Regions from separate parts of the Sus scrofa genome. Here region 1 is linked to region 2. The links are chromatin contacts, called in public Hi-C maps. All regions are on one chromosome and are shown on one strand. Each heading gives the region's core, a stretch centred on a gene start, on an enhancer-like site or on the middle of the called end of the contact. The rest is flanking DNA. Distances are from core to core; before and after follow the strand shown.

Region 1 (5,207 bases), core at 2,151-4,650, 160 kb before region 2:
ACTTCTGAACAGTATTTGAGATTTGAGGGTCTAATGAATAATTAGGTTCCATGTGAAATTTTACTTTGGAAAAATAAGTAGATGTGAAACTTGAATTATTACCCATTAAAAAATGATTGCTAACCCAGTTTTGAACACTTTGCAGGGACATGTGGGTGCATAGGCTGTTGAAATGGCTCTTTAAGTTGTGCTTTACTCAAAAAGTGACTGTGAAATTCTTTGAATATTTATGATTTATGCTGAATATCATACAACCTTCAGTAGTTTTCAGATTTTTATCCTTGTCCGTAATGTCTGAAATGTCTATCATATTCTGATTTCTGAGTGGTTAATTATTCAGGTAAATGTTAAGTACCTTTTTCTTAGAGGAGAGGATAGGGAAGAAGGCATACTGTACAGGAAAGCAAAATTAATTCACTGTGGTGATCATGCATATAACCACCGATTAGAGTGATTGTTAGGAAAATTTCTTTTACCATTGTTCCAACAAAGATGAAATCATTGTAACAATAGTTATTTTTTAGATCCACTAGGGGGAGTAATACTGTATAGATATGTCTTTGTAAATGAAGGATTTGTTTGTCATTTGAGTTAGTAAATAAATTGGTTGTAACAGTATTATCAAAATGCAACAGCCATGACACTTTAAGTCTTTCTTTTTATTTACGAATGTTGCTGGGTGGTTGATTTAAACTTGAAACCAGCTTTTCGGTGATGGGGTGGGGGTAGGGGTGCTCTATACTTTCACACATTTGTCCTACTTCTTTCTCTCCCTTCAAATGTAATTCCTTAATTTCCTAAGTCTGCTTACTGTCCTGAGGCAATTTTGATATGCAAATAAGCGTTAGCATTTAAGAAAATGGAAGCTTTTGAAATTCCGACTTTCATTTTTTTAGAGTTTGCCTGTTTGGTATGGTAGCCGCACAACAGGGAATACACGACTGCTATTGCGTTTCTACTGGGGCTTTCAAGAACGTGGCTTTTGACGGAAGACTCTGTCCCTGGACCTGGTGGTCTCTCTCTCTGACCAGTGCTTGGGCTTGGCAGGTAAATGATACCCTTCCAAACAGGAGATTTTGTCTCATCTTCTGTCTTCCATGAAGTCATGACAGTAAGGAGCTTCACATTTCATGTGTTTCATTTTTCAGAACTTAAAGAATTTCAAGTAATTCATACACATGCTTTTACAAATTTCAAGAAGTCCTGAAGGGCTTGCAATGAAAAGCACAGCACTGGGCTTATCTTCTCTTCCTCTCATGTTGCTCCTCAGAGCGATCACTTTATAAAACAAAATTTTTATCGAGGTAAAATTTACATACATTGAAATGCACAGTTGAAAAGTCTTCAAATAGATTGATTAATTGGTATGGTTTGTGACTACCACCATGCTCAAGATACGGGTCATTTTTATCACCCAGAAAATGCCCTCATGACCTTCTTGTCACCATTGTCACTGTTGCTGGGTTTTTTTAAATTTATTTTTTCATTGAAGTGTAGTTGATTTTCTTTTTTTTTTTTCTTTTTTTTTTCTTTTTTGTCTTTTTAGGGCCACACCCACAGCAAATAGAGGTTCCCAGGATAGGGGTCAAATTGGAGCTGTAGGCGCTGGCCTACACCACAGCCACACAACGCTAGATCTGAGCCGTGTCTGTGACCTACACGACAGCTCATGGCAGCACCGGATCCTTAACGCACTGAGTGAGGCCAGGGATCGAACCTGTGTCCTCATGGATGCTAGTCAGATTCCTTTCTGCTGAGCCACCACGGGAATGCCTAGTTGATTTTCAATGTTGTGTGTTTCACGTGTACAGCAATACATATATTCAGTTATGCATATATGTATTCTTTTCTTTTATGCATAGTGACTGTTAAAATAACCACTGATTATGGTTATAATAATCAAGCCCAAGCTCCTTGCTGTCACGACTTCATGGAAGACAGAAGATGAGACAAAATCTCCTGTTTGGAAAGGTATCATTTACCTGCCAAGCCCAAGCACTGGACCACCAGGTCCAGGGACAGAGTCTTCAGTGATCAGTGTAGAGATTTTGTTTACTATTGTTTCAAAAAAGATGAAATAGTTATAAATATGGTTATATTTTAGATCCACTAAAGGGAGTAGTGAAGTCCAACTTAGTTTTTTTTTTCTTCTTATCTCTTATGCTTTTAATATCTTACCTAAGAAATCATTGCCTAACCAAGGTCACTAATATTTACTCCTCTGCTGTCTTCTAAGAGTTTTATAGTTTTAATCTTTACATTTAAGTCTTGATGCATTCTGAGTTATATTTTGTGTATGGTGTGAGGTAAGCGTCCAAATATATCCCTTTGCATGTGGCTATCCAGTTGTCCTAGCGCCATTTGTTGAAAATATTGTTCTTTCCCCCATTGAATCATCTTGGTGTGCTTCTCAAAAATCAGTTGTCTGTGAATGTCAGGGCTTATTTTTGGAGTATCGGTTCTCTTCCATTGACCTAAATGTCTGTCCTTAAGCCAGTATTGCACTGTCTTGATTATGGGAGCTTTGTAATAAGTTTTGAAGTTGGGCTGTATAAGTCTTCCAGCTTCATTCTTTTTCCAGATTGTTTCAGCTATTTCTTGTCATTCTGCATTTCTGTATGAGTTTTAGATCAGCTTGTCAGTTTCTGCCCTCTCCCCACCACCACAAAAAAACAAAAACAAAACAAAAAAAAAAGCGCCCAGCTGGGATTTTGATAGCAGATCAGTTGGCAGAAAATTGCCGTCTTAAACAATATTGAGTCTCTCAATCTATGAAAGTGTAATGTCTCTCCATTTGTTTAGATCTTTAATTTTTTCAACAGCGTTTTATAGTTTCAGAGTATAAGTCTTACACTGCTTTTGTTAAACTTATTTCTAAGTATTTTGTTCTTTTTGATATTATTGTGAATGGAGCTGCTCTCTTAATTTCATTTCAGATATTCATTGCTAGCACAGAGAAGTACAATTCATTTCTGTGCGTTGATCTTCTATCCTGCCAATTTGCTATACTCACTTACTAGTTGTAGTCCTCTTTTTAAAGAATTAAAAAAAATTTTCGTATATATGAGATTATATATAATATATATAATTATGTTGTCTGAGAATAAAGATAGTTGTAGTTCTGCCTTTTCAGGGTGGATACCTTTTATTTCTGTTTCCTGCCTTATTTCCCTGGCCAGAAGCTCTAGTACAATGGTGACTAGAAATGCTAAGAGTAGACATCCTTATCTTGTTCTCAATCTCAAAACATTCAGTCTTGGTTGGCAGAGATTTTTCATTTTGATGAAATGCATGTTATCGATTTTTTTCTTTTATAGTTGATGCTTTTTGTACTCTGTCCTAGAAATCTTTGCCTATTTTAGGTTTGCAGGCCCAGTTCCAACACTGGGGGAGGCAGTGTTTGCCACACCAACAAACAATGTGCCTACACCAACTGGCGTCCTATAATCAACTCAATTTTGACACTGTCTATTGAGAGATAGGGTCAAATTGCACAGGTTAAGAGCCTAGTCCCACAAGCCCGCCCTCCGCCTAAGGTGCCAATTGCAAGCCCAGGTTGTTGCCTGTGCTTCTGACCAGACCAGTTACAGATTGGAAGTTCCCACAACCCTTTCCTTGGGTATGATTAATTTGTTAGAGTGGCTCATGGAACTCAGGAAACCCATTTACTCACTATATTACTGGTTGTTTTTTTTTGTTTGTTTTACAAAGGGCATTAAAGCATATGAATCAACAGTCAAATGAAGAGAAATAACAGGGCAAGGTCCTGAACAAAGGAGCTCTGTCCTCCTGGGGTTCGGGCATGGCAAGGTGGCATGTGGACGTGTTGGCAGCTCTCCAAACCCTGTCCCTAAGGTTTTTATGGAGGCTTCATTACATAGGTGCAATTGATTAAACCATTGGCTATGGGCCACTGATGCAACCTCCAGCCCCTCTCTCCTTCCCAGAGGTCAGGGGTTGGGACTGAAAGTTCCAACCCTCTAATCACATGGTTGGTTCCACTGGCAACCCGCTCGCAGCGTCCTTAGGTGCTTTCCAAAAGTCACCTCATTAACATATAGAGGCACCTTTATCTCTCATCACAAAATATTCCAAGAGTTTTAGGAGCTCTGTGTCAGAAATGGGGTAAAGACTAAATATATATTTCTTATTATTAGTCAGAATATCATAGTCTACTTCAAGGTTATGAAGATTTTCTCCTATGTTTTCATTAGAGGTTTGGTTCTTTACCTTTTTTTTTTTTTTTTTTTTTTTTTTTTTTTGGTCTTTTTTGCCATTTCTTGGGCCACTGCCGTGGCACTTGGAGGTTCCCAGGCTAGGGGTCAGATTAGAGCTATAGCCACCGGCCTACACCACAGCCACAGCAACGCGGAATCTGAGCCGAGCCGCGTCTGCATCCTACACCACAGCTCACAGCAATGCCGGATTCTTAACCCACTGAGTAAGGCCAGGGATCAAACCTGCAACCAACCCCATGGTTCCTAGTCGGATTCGTTAGCCACTGCGCCATGACAGGAACTCCGCCATTGAAGCATTCTTATGCTTATTGTTTGCCTGTGTATTTTGCTACACTTTTACTTTCAATCACGCTTTCTTTTATATTTAAAGTACATCTCTTACTGGTAACATGTAATTGAATGTGGCTTTTATGTGTAGTCTGATATTCTTAGCTGTTTAATTGAAATAAATACTGCATTTACATATAATGCAGTTATTGGTGTGGTTGAGTTTAAATCTACTGTCTTATTATTTGTTTTTTGTTTTCTTCCCTGGCCTTCATTCTTTTGATCCTTTTATCCTGCCTTCTTTTGGATTAATTGAACATTTTTGGATTTTATTTTATTTCTACTATCGACTTCTTATTTATGCCTGTTTTTATTACATGTTAGTGGCTGTTCTAAAGCTAACAAGGATACATATAGCCTTAATGTATCAAAGCCTGTTTAGAATTACTTTGTACCATTGTTCACATCTGTTACTTCTCGTTTCACACCCTATGCATCCCCCGTCACAGTTCATACTTCACACTTCACAAATGCAATACCTTAACATAGAACCATTCCATTTACCTGCTTTTCCACCCCATCCTTTATGCTCTTGTTATTATGTCTTTTAATTCTACACACCTCATAAGCCCTACCTTACAGTGCTATTATTTTGCTTTAAACAGTCAGGTTTTAAAGCAAATATGGGAAGACACAAGTCTT
Region 2 (5,221 bases), core at 756-3,255:
CCATCGCAAAAGCTGCTCCAGCCTGTTCTCACCCAGCCTCTTTCCCATCGCAAGCACAACCTGATGTTCGTGGCAAACCAGAAACTCACTCACCATTGGAAGCCCCAGGCTGTACGCCTTGACTCGAACCTCCACTGCTCCCTCCGACAAACGCATCTGTGCTGGACCACGACCCTTTCCCCGAGACCACTGCTGAGGTCAGAAGCATAAAGTGGGTACACGAAGAGACACAAGTTCATTCCTCCAGCACCAGCATCAAACCCCACGACCCAGCCCCAGCGCGCCACGGCCCTCCCGAGGATCAGCCAAACCGCCTGTTGCAGGAGCTTCGGCGGTAGAGTGCTCCACGGCCCCGCAGGTTTCCAAACTAGCTGGGTATTGACCCGCTTCTCCAAGCTGCAGCGGGAGCCCCGGGTCCCGCGCCCGCCCCACCGCCGCCGCCGAGCCCCGCCCGCCCGAGCAGAGGGAAGCGAGCAGAATGCCACGCTCATTTACACACAAAATGATTTTGTGTCCCATTGTGCTCGCAGTTGTTCAGCTCTCTGGGGGTGATTAAACTGGCTGAGCTGCGGCAGCTTGAGACGATTTCACTAAATCGCTTCTTCGTGAAGTCGCTTCTTTGCTAAGCTGTTATTTTAACCATAAAAGGTAAACAGAAGGCGCCTCGAGAGCTCCCTTCGGCTCTGCGCCCAGGGCGCCAGCCCGGGGCTAGAGGGCCAGGGGCCTGCAGAATTGCCCAGGAGGTGGGCTAGAAGGGAGGCAGGCGGGCCACCTGGCGCGCGCCAGCCCCTCCACGGAGCCCGCCGGCCGCTGTGAACTTCGGGGCGGCCGGAGCCGGCTGGGCCCAGGCCCGCGGCGCCGCGGGGCGGGGGTGGCCGCGGAACCCAGAGCGCCTGGCAGGACCGGGAGGGGTGTGCGGCAGGGGCGGGGCGGAAGACAAAGTTAAATCAAGAGGCAGACACTTAAGAGACCACAGATGGGAAGCTCGCCTAATTAAGGACGTAAAAGCGCTTTTGTTCTCAAAGTTTATTGTTGCCGGGATTAAAAAAAATTAATTGAAACTAATGCTGTTATTCACTCGTGCAGTTAAATTCCTTCATGCACATTTGAGACACCGAGTGAAAACTTGAAGCTTATCTTTCTGCAGCCGGGGGTGGGGGGCGCGGAGGACGGAAACGCGCTCCAGCTAAGGGGGAGGGGGGGCTGTTTGAGAGTGTGTGCCGGTGCGCGCGTCCAGGTCTGGGGGTACCGGCGGGGTGCAGGGCTCCGGCGGCGACGACCGCGTCTCCGCGCGGCCCGCCTGGGGTTCCAGACCCGCGCTTGGGATGACCCACCGGCGCGCCAGCCCCTTCCGCTCCGTTTGGGACTCGCGGGTGGGCGTCTGAGGACGCACATCTGTCCCGTTGGAGACTTTTTCTCTCCCTGATTTGGACACCAAGCCCGGCCCAATCAGCCCGAAGCCCCAGCTGCGTGAGCCCGGTTCTGACCCCGGAAACTCGCTGGCTCTGCAGGGCGCTCGGCCCTGCACTGAGGCCCAAGTGCCCGGACCTGAACGCCACCCTCCCCCCCACCCCGCCCCGCGCGGCAGGAAGCTCGGTGCCCGCCCGCGTGGGGAGGGTCCACCCGGGGCCAGGGCCGGCCCACGTGGGCAATCCCCCCTTCCCGCGCCAGGCCTTTGTGCTGGGTGCCCCCGCGCCGCCAGTCCCCGCCGCCTTGCACCGGGACAAAGCAGCCGCCCCCGCCCAGGTCCGAATCCCGGCCGGGCGACTTTCTGGGTATCACAGCCACTTTAGGGACAGGGGTGCGCGTCGCTGAGCGGTGGCCGCCCGCGCGGGGCTTACCTCGGAGCCGGAGCGGCGGATCCGGCTCGGGCGCAGCCCCCGCCCCCCGCAGCCGCCGGTCTCGGGCGCCGGGCACAGCCTCGCCGCCTATGCTCGCCGCGCGGGTCGCTCCGGTCTCGTCCTGGAGTTACTTTCTCTCTCGCCCCCAACCCTCCCCCACCCACCCCTCCCGCCCCGGCCCCCGCTTCGCGCGGCCCCTCGCGGCGCGGCGCGCCGGGGCCTCCCCTCCCCGCCCTCCCCTCGCCTCCTCCCCTCCTCGCGGCCGCCGCCGCCGCCTCCTCTTCGCGCCGCTCTCCGGCTGCCCTCCCGCCGCTCCCACCTCCTCTCCTCCCTCCTCTCTCTCCAGCGGCCTTCCCCGGTTGCTGGCGAGAAAACCAGCCCCCCACCTCAGCCCTCAGCCCGCGCCCCGTCGCGGCCGAGCCCGGACGCCAAGGGCAGCGATCCGGCTCCAAATTACCCAGCGCGGCGAGGCGAGCGGGAGCGCGCGGCGACTCCTGGCTCGGGGCTTGGCTGCGCCGCGGGGCAGAGGATTAGAGTCGCAATTAGCTCCGCGCGCCCGCGCCTACCGCGCTCGGCGACAAAAATGCGCCGTTTCCCTTCCTTTAGCCGGGCGAGCACCACCCGCCTCCCCCGAAGCCTGCGCCTTCCCGCCGTGGCCTCCGCCAGGACCCTCCCGGGAGCGGTGCGCCCAGGCCCCGCGCCCTCCGCCGCCCAGCCCCCGCCCCCCGCCGGCCAGCCACGCGGCGCCCGGGCCTCCTCCGGGCTCGGGAGGGGGCGGGGGAGAAGCTGATTTTAATCATTGTCATTTCATCTGATGTAATATTTCCCCGGGCGCTTTCAGCTGGGCATAAATTTTCGGCTCCCAAATAAGTAACACAGGGCACGTTTCTCACATTTCTTGACTCCTCGGTTACAAAGAGGAGAGCAGCCGCCGCCGCGGCGCCCGGGGCCAGGGGCGGGACTTGGGAAGAAACTGGGCTGCGAGTCGGCCGGGGCTGGAGCGGAGCCGGGGGCCAGAGCCGCCCCTCCCCCTCCCCGGCCTTCCTCCCCGGGTCTCTGCCCCGACCGCCCCTCTACCGGGGAGCAGCGCCGCCCGTGACGTCTGCGGACACGCGGTCGGCTACCGCGGGGGAGGGGGGCGCCCGGCCGGCCCCCCGCGGCCAGACGCGCCATTTCCTTGACTCGCGCGGCGCGATGGAGACGTCTAACGCCAAGACTCCTCGCGGCGCCGAGGCCTGCGCCCAGGGCGTCCCCCCTGGTCCCCGAGGCGGCTGCCGCTTCCTCCTCCTGTCCTACCTCCTCCTCCCCTTCCTCTTTCTCTCGCTCCCCGCCCGTCCCCCACCTCCGCCTGCTCCTGGACCACTTCCCGGCTCCTAGGAAACGGAGCACGGAGCCTCCAGTGCCGCGCGCCCGGCCTGCACTGCGCCCCCGTCCGGCTTCGGGGACGCCCTGGCTCGAGCCAGGCTCGAGCTGGAGGACGGGTGCGCTCCAGCCCAGAGCCGCGCCGGGGCCCCCACCCCGAACTCCAGCCGGACCTGGGCGCCCTCTAGCGGCCCCACTCTCAGGGGCCGCCAGGGGCCGGCCCGGAGCGGGGGCACGAGCGGGGGTGGGCGGGGGCACGAGCGGGGGTGGGCGGGGGCACCGGCGGGAGGAGAAAGAGCTGTGGGCCTTCTTCTCCTTGGCCAGGGGACCTCGCGCGTGGAAAGAGCTCCCAGACCGCGCTTCTGGAACTTCTCCACGCGGGAATAAGCAGAAACTTTCCTCCTAAGGGAAGGTTTCATTTATTTATTTATTTTAGACCTTGAACTACAGGAGAAGGGGGAAATTTTCTCATTAAAGTTACATCCCTGCAGTTAGTTCAATTACTTGATATATGCAGAAGATGTTGTAAATTTATAGATTTAAATAGCTTACAAAGATGCCGCAGGCCCCATCAGTTAATTTCCTTAATTTATGGATTTTTGGCTGCTCCTAGAACAGAAAGGGGCCCTGGAAGTAGGTCAAGGAGCTGTACAGCGGTTCTAGCACAGCCCATGGGCTGCCCACTCTGCTCCCCACGCCCTGGCACCCCCCGGGCTTCTGGCTCCCAGCTCAGGCCTGACAGCACTACTCTCTGCTCTCTATATTTTGGCCAAGCCAGGCCTGGGAGGTCTGCTTTCGTCCGTGGTGACTCCGTCTCCCCAGGGCTGCACTGCCATGCCAAGAAGAGCAAAGCCTCCATCTCCACCCGCCCCTCCCAGCACTGAGGGAATGGAGCCAGAAGCAAGGGTCCCAACTACTCTGACCTCCTGTGTCCCCCCTAAAATGGTAGCTGGGATCCCAAGTGGAGAAGGCCATGTCTGGATGCCTCAGGCTTCTTCGGGGTAAGAACCTTCCCCCTTCTCAAGCCTTTGAGCGCTGGGGGGAAGCGGTGAGCATGAGGAAGAATGCTCCAGGCTCCTGTCTGAGGAGCCCAGACCCACTGAGAACCCCAACCCTCATGGCCTCATCGCCTCTCACCCCTCTCATCCCACCGGGTAGGTGCCTGATAGAGCTTCTTTGCTTCGTGTTCAATATGGACGAATATATACATATAAATTAATACTTAGAAGATGGGTATAAACTAAACTGTTTTAGGAGGCCACATGGCGATGTGATTAGTATTGGTATTCATGATTTAACATTTCTTTTCCCACTAGATGAAGTTTCTAAGATTTGCAAGGTACATGTCAAGGACGGGTGTATAAATGGATTTTTATTTATTCACAACTCCAAGACTAATTGCTTCTCTTTGCCTCAAGGCCACGAGATGGGTTTTAATATGACACTTCAAAAGTATTCATGGAACTACAGAGATACGAAGTGTCATTGTTTAAGAGACAAATCTCGCTGTGGTACTGGTGACCCTGCAAATAGGATGTTCCATTTCATTTTCAAATCCTCGATGTTTTTCTAAGAGTTTCACTCTATACCAACTGTATTAAAAATGCACAATTTCATTGAAACAAGACCTGACCATTCTCAAAGACCTTTTATTTCCTGAATATTGCTGGAAACTTTGTTTTCCTATTCCTGAAACCTTTTATTAAAGAGCTGAACTTTATACATGTCATTAAGAAGAGTAAGTTTGGGCCATAATTTATCCTCAAGTGTTTTAAAAGTTCCCGGCTAAATGTCAACCATCTTTTACACTGAGGGACTCGGATATGAGCTGTGATAGGCATGTAATGATCGGTGGTATATATTGCAGTGCTGAGGCTTTTTGTTTTTTAATTGAAAGTGGATAATTAGGACTGAAGACATACTGAAACATCCTGTGAAAATACATCTTGTTTCATTACTATAGTCCAAGAGACGAAATTGGATGTGGGTCTAATCAGAATGGCACTTGCTTTATCAGT

Evidence for each region. A called contact is a pair of places that touch in the nucleus more often than the background predicts.
Region 1: a contact with region 2 is called in a Hi-C map of liver, with 3 times the contacts expected there. The contact joins the enhancer-like site here to the promoter of KCTD15 in region 2. A contact is called at or near these places in 3 of 5 promoter capture datasets (fetal liver, fetal skeletal muscle and liver), 22 of 47 Hi-C or Micro-C datasets (adipocytes, alveolar macrophages, blood and 13 more) and 2 of 2 datasets of contacts at active chromatin or transcription factors (alveolar macrophages and skeletal muscle).

The regions. Positions count from the first base shown.
Region 1 is chr6:43,687,009-43,692,215 of Sscrofa11.1, reverse strand. All of the region lies in intron 4 of LOC100623157, which reads left to right. Among named protein-coding and RNA genes, the nearest start is that of LSM14A, 160 kb to the left of the region's middle. Within about 2 kb of position 3,400, at least 2 of the 83 cell types and tissues checked have an H3K27ac peak or open chromatin away from gene starts, as enhancers often do. A contact at or near this core is called in liver, where this site is marked.
Region 2 is chr6:43,525,461-43,530,681 of Sscrofa11.1, reverse strand. It overlaps KCTD15 (BTB/POZ domain-containing protein KCTD15), which reads right to left and starts at 2,005. Exons shown (of 7, transcript XM_021094316.1): 1 at 1,842-2,005; 2 at 94-189. It overlaps LOC102158826 (a long non-coding RNA gene), which reads right to left. Exons shown (of 7, transcript XR_002344633.1): 7 at 4,555-5,221.